Regions from separate parts of the Mus musculus genome. Here region 1 is linked to region 2. Evidence: chromatin contacts called from public Micro-C data. All regions are on one chromosome and are shown on one strand. The core of a region is the stretch at or near the end of the contact, and the rest is flanking DNA. Distances in the headings are between cores, read along the strand shown.

Region 1 (5,529 bases), core at 2,955-5,454, 67 kb after region 2:
AGAGAGAGAGGTGTTTCTGCCTTCCATGTATTTGTAACCAGTGTCTGCCCAGCCTTCCATTTGTGGGGCTTAACCAGTAATTGCGCCTCACCTGATTCTGGGCACCTTCCTCACAGCCTACTGCCACTTTCTGGGGCTGAATTTAGCTGTTTTGTATGTCCATGGTATGGGCTCTGTATGTCCCAGTTATAGGCAGGAGTGCAACCTCCCCCATGGCAGTGCAGGAGAATCTGAGGTCATGCTCACTAGGTGACCCCCTCCTCTGCAGCAGGCTCCAGCTGTGCCCCTGGCCCCCACTTTGTTCTGCTGTTTGTCCAAGGTCCATGTGTGCTGTCTCCAGGCTTCCACCTCTGACTTTTGATTGTGCTAAATTGGATTTCTCTCTAAGTTTGGATTCTGCATAAATTTTTGCTCCATGTTTAGTGCATCAAATGTATAAGTCCTTTGGGGTATCTTCTACACCTCACCCCCAGTTTTAAAAAAACTACTGGGTGTTTCTATGCCTGTTACAGCCTGTTCTAGCTCCTGAAATACACAGAGACCTGGTATTTTTATTAGCAAGCTGAAAGCCTAAGAGGGACAGGTTCTGGGCTATTCTAACCTGACTAGGCTGCTAATACACATACAAATGCCCCATTAATTTGCCATCTGGTTTTGCTCTGCCTCTCTCTGATCCATGTGTGTCCTCATGGCTGCTCTCTCATGGTGATCTCAAGGCAAATCCTCCTTGTCTGTTCACACGGTTTCTCCACACCTTATTCTTGTGGTTCTCTCATGGTCCTCTGTCCTCTCTTGTCTCTCTGGGACCTCCTCAGTAGGACTGGAAAACCTCCCTATTCTCTTCTGATCAACTCTTTTGTTAACCAAACAGAGGTAATGGAAACCAGACTACAGCCTGGTGTCTGGGCATAGAAATTATTGAGGCCTGCCTTCTAACGTAGCTGTGGCCATTTTGTTCTATGCCTGCCAGCTATTTCATATTGTTGCTGTAACACGCCTGCCAGTCATTGACACAGAAAAATAACTTGACTCATAGCAGGATCATGCTGACCATATACACTGTTATGTACTGTATATTATGAGGTTTGTTAATCTTAAGAAATTCCACAACCATAAGCTTCACTTAGGACCCATCAAATTAAAGGTCAGTATGAACTGTTGGGTCTAAAATAGCTTGAGTCAGGGCCGACCACCAGGCAGCACTTCCAGCACCTGCATATGAGCTCACTGTGGGTTTTGCGGTTTTAATCTTTATAAGTTGACCCTGAGAAATGTCCAACACACAGCTTTCAGCTGTTGCCCTGATTGATCAGGCTTTAGGTGTGTGTTCAATTAACCATCCTAGTATGACTGAAATTGCTGTTCATGTGGTTTGTGGGGCAACTTCTGAACCCTAACAGAAATTAGCATCTGAATGCACACTCCACAAAACCATCCCCCAACATATACCATCATGTCCAACTTTTATATCTTTTTTAGTGGAGATTTAACCAAGGTCCAAGGCCTTGACTGATTCCAGTAAGTCAGGTCTGCCCACTTGCCCCCAAGAAAGCAAACAAAAGTAATGTTGGCAGAAAAGACTTTTAATCAGCATGATCAAACATTTCAGTCACCTTTAGGATATTGGCATGGGCTTTAGGTTTAAATGGATAATTGAGGCATGGAGACAGGTTTTTGCATGATGAAGCAGTCTCAGCCAAACTGTGTTCTGACTGTTGGGGATCTCAGTCCTGGCTTTGGAAGGTGGCTAAGGGGGCCGTGAGAAGATTGTTTGTACTTAAGCAAAGGTGAAATGCTCTCAGCGCTCTTCTTTGTACCTTTGAACAGTTAGGTGAATGTAGGGCTTATCAACGTGGTCACCAGTTTTCAGGCAGACCGCCCTTGAGTGATGAACAGACCTACAGAGTTGAGCAGGAGTCTGTCTTAAAGCAATGGTGACAAGACAGAGATGCCTGCCGTACCCCACCGTGGTTACCCTGCAGGGCCGAGTAAGGAGTCTCTGCTTCTTAGCAGAAGCAGCTTCTAAATTTGCGTTACACGGTGTCCACTTAAATCATTTTGGAGGGCAGTTTGAGTTTTTATTATCAAGATATTAAGCTTCTTTATAGGGTCAGCAGAGACAGATCTGCAGGCACAGACTAGAGGCTTAAAGACCTGAGTTGAAATTGGACCACAAGGTGGAAAAAGGTGGAAAAAGAAAACCAATTCATGTAAGGTGTCCTCTATCCTGTGTGAGCCATAACATGTGTGGGTGCACATATACACAGAAAATGGGTAGATAAATGTAAAAAAATTAGCAGAGGTATTTATATAGCCTAGATAATGTTTTAGATGATAGTTCATATATTCCAGGTTAGTCCTGAACTTGATCTGTTCTCATAGATGAACTTGAACTTAGGAATTCCTGTCTCCATCTGGGGTGCCAGGGATACAGATATACACCATTATATTCATCTACATTTGGGAATATTTTAAGATTTATTTTTATTTGTGTGTGTGTGTGTGTGTGTGTGTGTGTGTGTCTGTGTATCTGTGTGAGTGCATGCCATATATGTGCAAGTGTCAGAGAAGTCCAGACAAGGGCATCCAATACCCTTGAGTTGGAGGTAAAGGTGGTTGTGAGCCATTGTAAGGGTTAAAATTGTTTTAAGTTTTAATTACTATGTTTAAGAGATCTATAACACAAAACAAAAAAAAAAAATCCCTCTAGACTCTAAGTCCCACTTACCTAAGGATGGATAACTTCCAGGAATGCTGGGGAGGCATGGTTCATATAAGATAACAAGCCATGTGTTTTCATTAAATAAGCAAGCTTGGTTGCCCCAACTGCACAGGGTGTGCTTTAGCACAGGTAGGCAGGAGATGTGTAGGCAGCAAGTAGGTCAGGATGTATACTTGCCCTTGATTGGATGAAGGCTGGAAGTTTGTAGCCTTAGGGGTTTTGCCTTTATAAGCACCCGAGTAACCTAATTTATGACTATTCTCTGGGGTCCCAGATATGTACCTGACCAGTGCCCATCATCCTAGCCAGTGCTTAATAAATAAAGCTTGTTTCAAATGTGGCTCAAATATTGTGGTAATGCCTTATTTTTTGCCGGGTGGGATGAACACCATCTGACAGGGGTGCTTGGGCTGAACTACTGAAGAACAATAGCACATGCTCTTATTCACTGAGCCAACATCATCTCTCCAGCCCAAAACCTGAACTCAGCCCACTGCATCCCTTTGGAAACTAAGCTAACTTCTGAGCCACTCTCCAGGGCCTCCGCTGGGCTTTGCCTACCTTCCTAATTATATGGATTACACTTATATTTTTAGAGTGTTCTGTTTTGGTTTTTTGAGACAGGGTCTCATGTAGGCCAGCCTGGGCTCAAACTCCATGTGTAGGCCAGCCTGGGCTCAAACTCCATGTGTAGGCCAGCCTGGGCTCAAACTCCATGTGTAGGCCAGCCTGGGCTCAAACTCCATGTGTAGGCCAGCCTGGGCTCAAACTCCATGTGTAGGCCAGCCTGGGCTCAAACTCCATGTGTAGGCCAGCCTGGGCTCAAACTCCATGTGTAGGCCAGCATGACCCTGAACTCCCTCCCAGTTGTCTCACTTTACTTCCCAAACACTGGGGTTACAGGAATGAGCCGCCATGCCAGCCAGTAACTGTTTTCTTAATGTCTGTGTCTACTGCTCTATTACTTCTGGCCTTTTCCTGTCTGTCTCTGTTGATTTGTTTCATCATTAACATGTCATATGTTCCCACTATTTCTTGCATATGTCATAACTTTCAACTTAGACACCAGACACTGTACTTTTATACTTTTTTAGAGGTTTGAATTTTGGCTAAGATTTTTAAGTTTTTATTTTATGTATGTGTTTGCCTGCATAAATACACACATACATGTATGTGTTTGTATACTATGAGAGTTCTGGTCAGAAGAGGGTATCAGATCCCCAGAACTGGAGTTATTTATAGTTGTGAGCTGTTATGTGGCTACTGAGGATTGATCACAGGTCCCCTGCTAGAGCAATAAATACTTTAACAGCTGAACCATCTTTCCAGAGCCTGTGGGGCTTTTCGTTTGTCTGTTTTATTTTTAAACTCATCTTATTTTGTGATTTGGTCTCATGTGGAGTTACGTTACTCTAATCTAAAGTGCATTTGGCAACTCCCTTGGGCAATGTATTGCTTAATTTTCTTGTCTTGATGACTAAACTCCAGACAGGAGCAACCTTCTTTTGGCTCAAGTTCAGAAGTACATCCCATTATGACAGGGAAGTCACTGTAACTCAACTCAATGACTTTGTATCTTGGTGAGTGTGAAAGCAAATAAGTTCAGCCAAGGAACTTAAAGGAGTAAAGACTCCTCACCTGTCCCAGGGTTGTGTGACAAGACTATCCCTGGGCAGACACAGCCCATTCACCCCAGATAGAGCACTAACAGCAGACCAAAGTAAGGACATCACCAAAGTCCTACCTGGTGAACCAATGAGGTTTATTGGGGTTACATACAGGAGCGTGAATGACTGTAAGACATCTGCATCACCAAAGCCAACCCCAGCATGACTGACAGCTCACAAAAGCAGGGAACCTAGAGCTCACTGCACAGCCTGCAGACAGCTCAGCAGGTTGGAGATTGTCCTCCAGGTGGCTCAGTTAGTGTGAGTCTCTTCCAGGCAGTTCAGCTGATTTCAACATGGAGGCTGAGAAGGGATCACCTGTGGCAATGGGCCCATCATGCTGCGTCCTGTTGGTGGCTCAGGAAGCAGAGAGCTCTATTAGAACCAGAAGTAGATATCATCTTCACCCCTGGAGTTACAGATGATTGTGAGCTGCTGTATGGGTGCTGAAGATCAAACCTAGGTGTTCTGGAAGAGCAGCCAGTGCCCTTAACCACTAAGCCACCTCTCCTGCCCCTATACTTGACGTCGTACAAAACCTCCAAATTGCCTTTCAAGTGGTCACACCATTGTGATGTTTGGATCCACTCAGCACACTGGCTGCCATCTCAGTCAACAATCTCAATGATGTTCAAGGGCTCCTGATCACACACTTGGCCTTTTCTCCACCCACCCCCACCTGTCTTTCTTTCTTCAGAGGCATAGTGTGATGTAGCCCATGTTGGCCTCAACCTTGTTCTATGGTTGAGGCTGATCTAGAACTCCTGATTCTCCTACCTTAACCTACCAAGTGCTTGGCTGACAGTTGGTTGGCATCACACCTAGTTTAAGGAGTGCTGGGCATCAACGCCAGGGCTTTATGCATGCTGGGCAAGCACTCTACCTCCGAGTTACATCCCCAACTCCCACTTTTCTTCCTTTTTTTTTCTTCTTTTGAGATGGGCTTTGTTGTATAGACTTGTATCTTAGTCATTGTTCTGTTGCTGTGAAGAGGCACCATCACCAAGGCAAGTATGACAAGGAGCATGGTGGCATGCAAGCAGGTGCTAAGGCAGTATCTGAGAGTTACCTCTTGATCCTTAGGCAGAGAGGCAAAAAGAGAGAGAGACTGGGTCTGGCAATGGGCTCTTGAAATCTCAA
Region 2 (5,214 bases), core at 669-3,168:
GTCATATGGAAATGTAAGCCATATAAATCCTTTGCTCCCCGACTTGGTTTTGGTCATAGTGTTTCATCGAAGCAAAATAAACTAATTTAGGCAGCCACTGTGCCTAGATATTATTTTAAACTTCTGAATTGTTACTGTTCTTGTAAATGAAAGGAAATAAAACTGTAATTCATGTAATGTATGTTAAATAGCCCAAAGAGTTGTTTCTGAGCTTTGAAACCTGGGGCTGAGAACATAGCAGAACAGACCAGGACATGCAAGCCCATCGCCTCCCTAGCTCCCACCCCTCTGACCTAAGTTAAATGTTACAGGCTGCTGATGTTTAAATGGACCAATCATGTGAAACCGCGCCAATTCCTCCCCCAGCCCCACTCCTTTTCTATAAAAACCCCTAGCTTCCAAGCCTCGTGGTCGAATCCACTGTCTCCTGTTATGTGAGATACGTTTCGACCCGGAGCTCCGCCATTAAAAAACCTCTTGTTGTTACATCAAGGTGTTGTGTTCTATTCGTGATTCTTGGGTGCACGCCGAATCGGGAGCTGAGTGGGGGTTTCCCCACTGAGTTCTTTCATAAATCCTTACTTTATGATGTTGTCTATGAGCCTTTTAATGCTCTGACCATCATGTGGCTGATAGCAGGCTTGTGACGAAATGATCTTAAACCCAGAATACACTGCAAAAGCAAGCTGGAGTGTGCTAAGGAGGTTCAAGCTTAATAGACTGCAAGTTGTCCTTTGACACCACACCTCTCCCTGACCCCAAATGAATGCAATAAAAAAATTAAAAAGCAGCCAGGTTTCAGTAGAATATAGGAAAAAAAAAATAAAGTGGAGCATTGAACATTTCCATGGTAACAGTCCAGGTCATCTTGGCCTGGCTGGGACATCATCTCAGGATCTATTTTGCCTCATTGAAATCAGAAATTCTTCGTTGTGGTGGCACATGCCTTTCATCCCAGCACTTGGGAGGTAGAGGCAAGGTAGAACTCTGTGAGTTTAAGACCAGCCTGGTCTACACAGTGAGTTCCAGGATAGCCAACGCTTCACAGAGAAACCCCTGACCCCCGCATCTTGAGCTACAGTTTCAAGCTTTCACCTAAGGAGATGGCTAGCAATATTACCAACATGACAAAATGTATTGGGTAAACTCAAGTGGATTATTTGAGATTCTCAACTCTCCATCGGTCAAGAATCTGACAGGGAAGCAATCTTCTTGAAACACAGCAAAGTTGTGGGTTGCTCTGTGCATCAGCTGTGTTCAGTGTTAATATGTTAATATGGCATTCAGTATGTTAAGGAAGGAAATGCCTGGCAGGAAAGGGTGACAGAATAAAGCTGGAAAGGCTTTAGATACTAATCTGACTGCAGGTGCAAAGCAAAGGAGGTTGGTCCTTTCACCTGCCAGGTTCTTGCCCACCCTACTCCAAGATCAGAACAGGCAGATATTCAGGTTGCAAACTGGAGGTACTTTATTGTTAATTCCTGAGTAGCCCAAGAACCTGTACAGCTCTGAGAAGTATTAGTTCAACGCTCCCAAAAACATCAGAAGCCATCAAAAGCCATCCTTGGCAGAGCAGGTCTGCAGGTCTGAGAAGGGTTACAGTTTTCCAAGCTTCTGGAAGAGACCTCTGAAGTGAAGTGATGAGTGGTCTACATCTGCCAGCTGGAAAGTGGATCAGGAAGGGATTCCTGTCATCGACCAAGCTATAGAGCCTTGGAGGCTGGGGAAGGAAAAGATCCCCTCTGGGAATCCTGTGGCCAATGACCATTCCTCCACTGAATTCTCAGGCGCTGTGTGTGTCCTCCACCACCGAAGCTCAGATTTACAGGATGCCATCTGGGGCAAGATTAGCTTAATGTGGACATTCAAATAGGGTGAAGAACTGGACCAATCAGCAAAGAGCAGTCAAGCCTGGCAGAGGCTGAGAAGAATTTTGAGCCCAGCAAAATATCTATAGATTTATAATCATGTCCTCAGGTTTGTCTCTTTAAAAACTTCATTTATTAAAATGTTTCAGCAATTCCCTAGAAGCTCCCTGCCACTCCCCTGCATCATTCTTTGTTAGTGTGTCAGCGCGGGTGCTTTCCGTGTTTGAAGCTGCCAGGGGGTGGAAAGCTCTATATCGAGGAAGGAAACTGCAGTTCCTCATTTGATTTGGACCAGCTTTCATGGGACAGGACATATCGTTCTCCAGCACACATTCCTCCTCCTGTTGATGCGATGCGGAGAGTCCCACTGAATGCCAGCATGTATCAGGAAACACCGCCGGAAGGGACAAAAGTGGCTTCAGTCCTAGGAGTGGACAACCAGCCATGACCTTCAGGACACTAAGGAGGAGCTGACTCAGATAAAATTAAAAAGCAGATTCTCTGTTGAACACGCTGGAAAAATTGACAAAGAGCACAGCACACAGTAGAGATAAGGATAAGCCACAAGAAGAGCTCTCACGCAGCAATTTCCTCCAAGGTAAAGCTGTCCGTCTTGGAGCGAAGCTCAGGGAGACACAGATTGCTCTCAAGAGAGATGAAACCTTCCACCCTGTGGGGAAGCCCATTAAGCTCACTGAACAACTCAAAATAGCTTCAGGAAGTTCCTGAAATGGATTGGATTCACTAGACCTCCCTCCCCAAGCATCCAGGAAACTGTAAGGACTGCTCAGAGACTCTCCCAGACTAGTGGGACTGCCTGGAAGAGGCTCAGACCAATGGGGGCACCTAAAAGGACACTGTCCAACCCAGTGAGCTGTCAATCATGCTGGGGTGAGCTCTGGGGATACAGCTGCCTTAGAATCATTCCTGCTCCTGCAAGGAACCCCTCACCCATATACATTTCTGCCAGTAACGACGGTAATACTCAACGGTTCCCCACATTGCACTAAAATGGCATTCTTGGTTTTGTTTCTTTGTCAGTTCCTATATGGGGAGAGTTGACATTTCTTCAGTCTCCCAGGAATAGTGTCACACATTGATAGGTTATTTCTCCGCAAGTAGTAAAATGAGCTAATTCAAGATAGATTAGATTATACTTATTGGAATTATATTTATCAGGTTTATTGGGTAGCTGCTCTCAGGTGGGTAAGTTTACTGGCCCCAAGCCTGAAGTCAGGGAAGTCACCATGGGGAGAGAGAAATGAGAAGAGGGAGAGAAAGTGCTTAGACACAGAGAGAGAAGAGAGAGAAGGAGGAGAAAGGAGGAGAGAGAGGAAGAGACCAAAACATTTAGTTTACATAGGGAAGAGCCTCTGGGGGAAGGGCAGCCCAGCCCCTGGGCTGGACAGTTCAGGGTTGGGGGCAGGGTATGCCAGATAGCACCTGAGGGATGCTGGGAGAACCTGGAGGCCAGGTCTGCTTTGATGTGTAAAATATGCATGTCAGCCCCTTGTCTTGGGTTTCCAAAACCAAACACAGGAGAGCAAAGCAGCGCCTCTGTGAGGAAAGATCAGACTAGCGTGCAGGCAGAGCCTGAAGCAGGCACAGATGACCTTCCTGAGGAAGAAGACCAACGGCATGATGGTAATGAAAAAGGGTGACCAGCTGTGTTGATCAGAGATGACCAAAAAGAGATGGAAGATGCCCTCTTCTGGGCATTGGGCATGTACAAGCTATATATACATGCAGACAGGCAAAACACTGTTGTGGTCTGACCCCATCCCCCCAAAATAGCTGTGACCATTTTGTTCCATGTCTGTCAGCTATTTCATATTATTGCTGTAACATGCCTGCCAGTCATTGACACAGAGAAGTGACTTGGCTCAAGGACATGCTGACCACATTTCCTGTTTTGTTCTGTATATTCTGAATGTTCTGTATGAGGTTTGATAATCTTATGAAATTCCGCAAAGCCTTATGTAGGACCCATCAAATCAAAGGTCAAGATGAACTGTTATATTGGGCTGGTGAAATGGCTCAATGGTTAAGAGCGCCAACTGTTCTTCCTAAGGTCCTGAGTTTAAATCCCAGCAACCACATGGTGGCTCACAACCATCTGTAATGAGATCTGACTCCCTCTTCTGGAGTGTCTGAAGACAGCTACAGTGTACTTACATATAATAAATAAATATTATTTAAAAAATGAACTGTTATATCTAAAATATCTTGAGTCAGAGCTGACCACTGGGCAGCCATTCCTGCACCTACATATGAGCTCACTATAGTTTTTGTGGCTGACACTGAAGAATGCTACTAATAAGCCAAACATTTATGATTATAATAGTCATGCTCTGTTATCTCAATGTTCTGAAATTCTCCTGTTCACAACTTATCTACCAACCCCCTTACCTTACTCAGGACCAATCAGCCTAAAGGTTGGCTGATAACACTTTGCCTAGAAAGCCAACTGCTCCCCTCCTTGACCTTTAAACTTTTGAAAGTGATTTTTCCTATAAAAAGTCTACTTTGAGAGCAGACTAATTGTTAAGAATTGACTGGTTGGGTGAAGGTGTTGGGTTTTGTTGACAAAAATACTAAAGCTGTTATTGTATAGCTGTTCAAAGAATTAAAGGAAAGTATGAAGACAGTAATTTAACATATAGGAACTCAATAAAACAAAACCAGAAATTTAAATGGAAAATCTAAAGCTCAAGAGCACAATTGAAAATGTAGGATTCAGAGCTGGAGAGATGGCTCAGTGGTTAAGAGCACTGACTGCTCTTCCAGAGGTCCTGAGTTCAATTCCCAGTAACCACATGGTGACTCACAACCATCTGTAATGGGATCTGATGCACTCTTCTAGTGTTTCTGAAGACAGCTGCAGTGTACTCATATAAATTAAATTAAATAAACAAATCTTTAAAAAAAAGAAAAGCAAGTTCTCTTAAGAAAGAAAAGAAAATGTAGGATTCATTATAAAGGATAAACCGAACATTTGCAATGGCAGAACAAAGTAATGAACTTGGGAGACACAGTAGAGCTTGGGAGACACAGTAGAGCTCTCAAGAGAGACAGGCATTAGCTGGGCGTGGTGGCGCATGCCTTTAATCCCAGCACTCGGGAGGCAGAGGCAGGTGGATTTCTGAGTTCGAGGCCAGCCTGGTCTACAAAGTGAGTTCCAGGACAGCCAGGGCTACACAGAGAAACCTGTCTCGAAAATCCAAAAAAAAAAAAAAAAAAGAGACAGAATATATATATATATTCCTAGTTGTCAACTTGACTATATCTAGAATGAACTACAATCCAGAATTGGGGGGGCTCATCTGTGATCCAGATCTTGAGGCTG

Evidence for each region. Hi-C and Micro-C count contacts between places; a contact is called where the count stands out from the background.
Region 1: a Micro-C map of granulosa cells shows a contact between it and region 2, with 1.5 times the contacts expected there. The contact joins two enhancer-like sites. A contact is called at or near these places in 5 of 484 Hi-C or Micro-C datasets (Kupffer cells, frontal cortex, granulosa cells and 2 more), 1 of 115 datasets of contacts at active chromatin or transcription factors (embryonic stem cells) and 1 of 9 other capture datasets (liver).

The regions. Positions count from the first base shown.
Region 1 is chr9:57,380,632-57,386,160 of GRCm38.p6, forward strand. It overlaps a transcript of Ppcdc not described here. Among named protein-coding and RNA genes, the nearest start is that of 4930430J02Rik, 7.7 kb to the right of the region's middle. Within about 2 kb of position 4,205, at least 16 of the 459 cell types and tissues checked have an H3K27ac peak or open chromatin away from gene starts, as enhancers often do. A contact at or near this core is called in granulosa cells, where this site is marked.
Region 2 is chr9:57,315,558-57,320,771 of GRCm38.p6, forward strand. The region is part of intron 1 of Gm39343 (a long non-coding RNA gene); the gene reads left to right. Among named protein-coding and RNA genes, the nearest start is that of Gm39343, 8.6 kb to the left of the region's middle. Within about 2 kb of position 1,919, at least 38 of the 459 cell types and tissues checked have an H3K27ac peak or open chromatin away from gene starts, as enhancers often do. A contact at or near this core is called in granulosa cells, where this site is marked.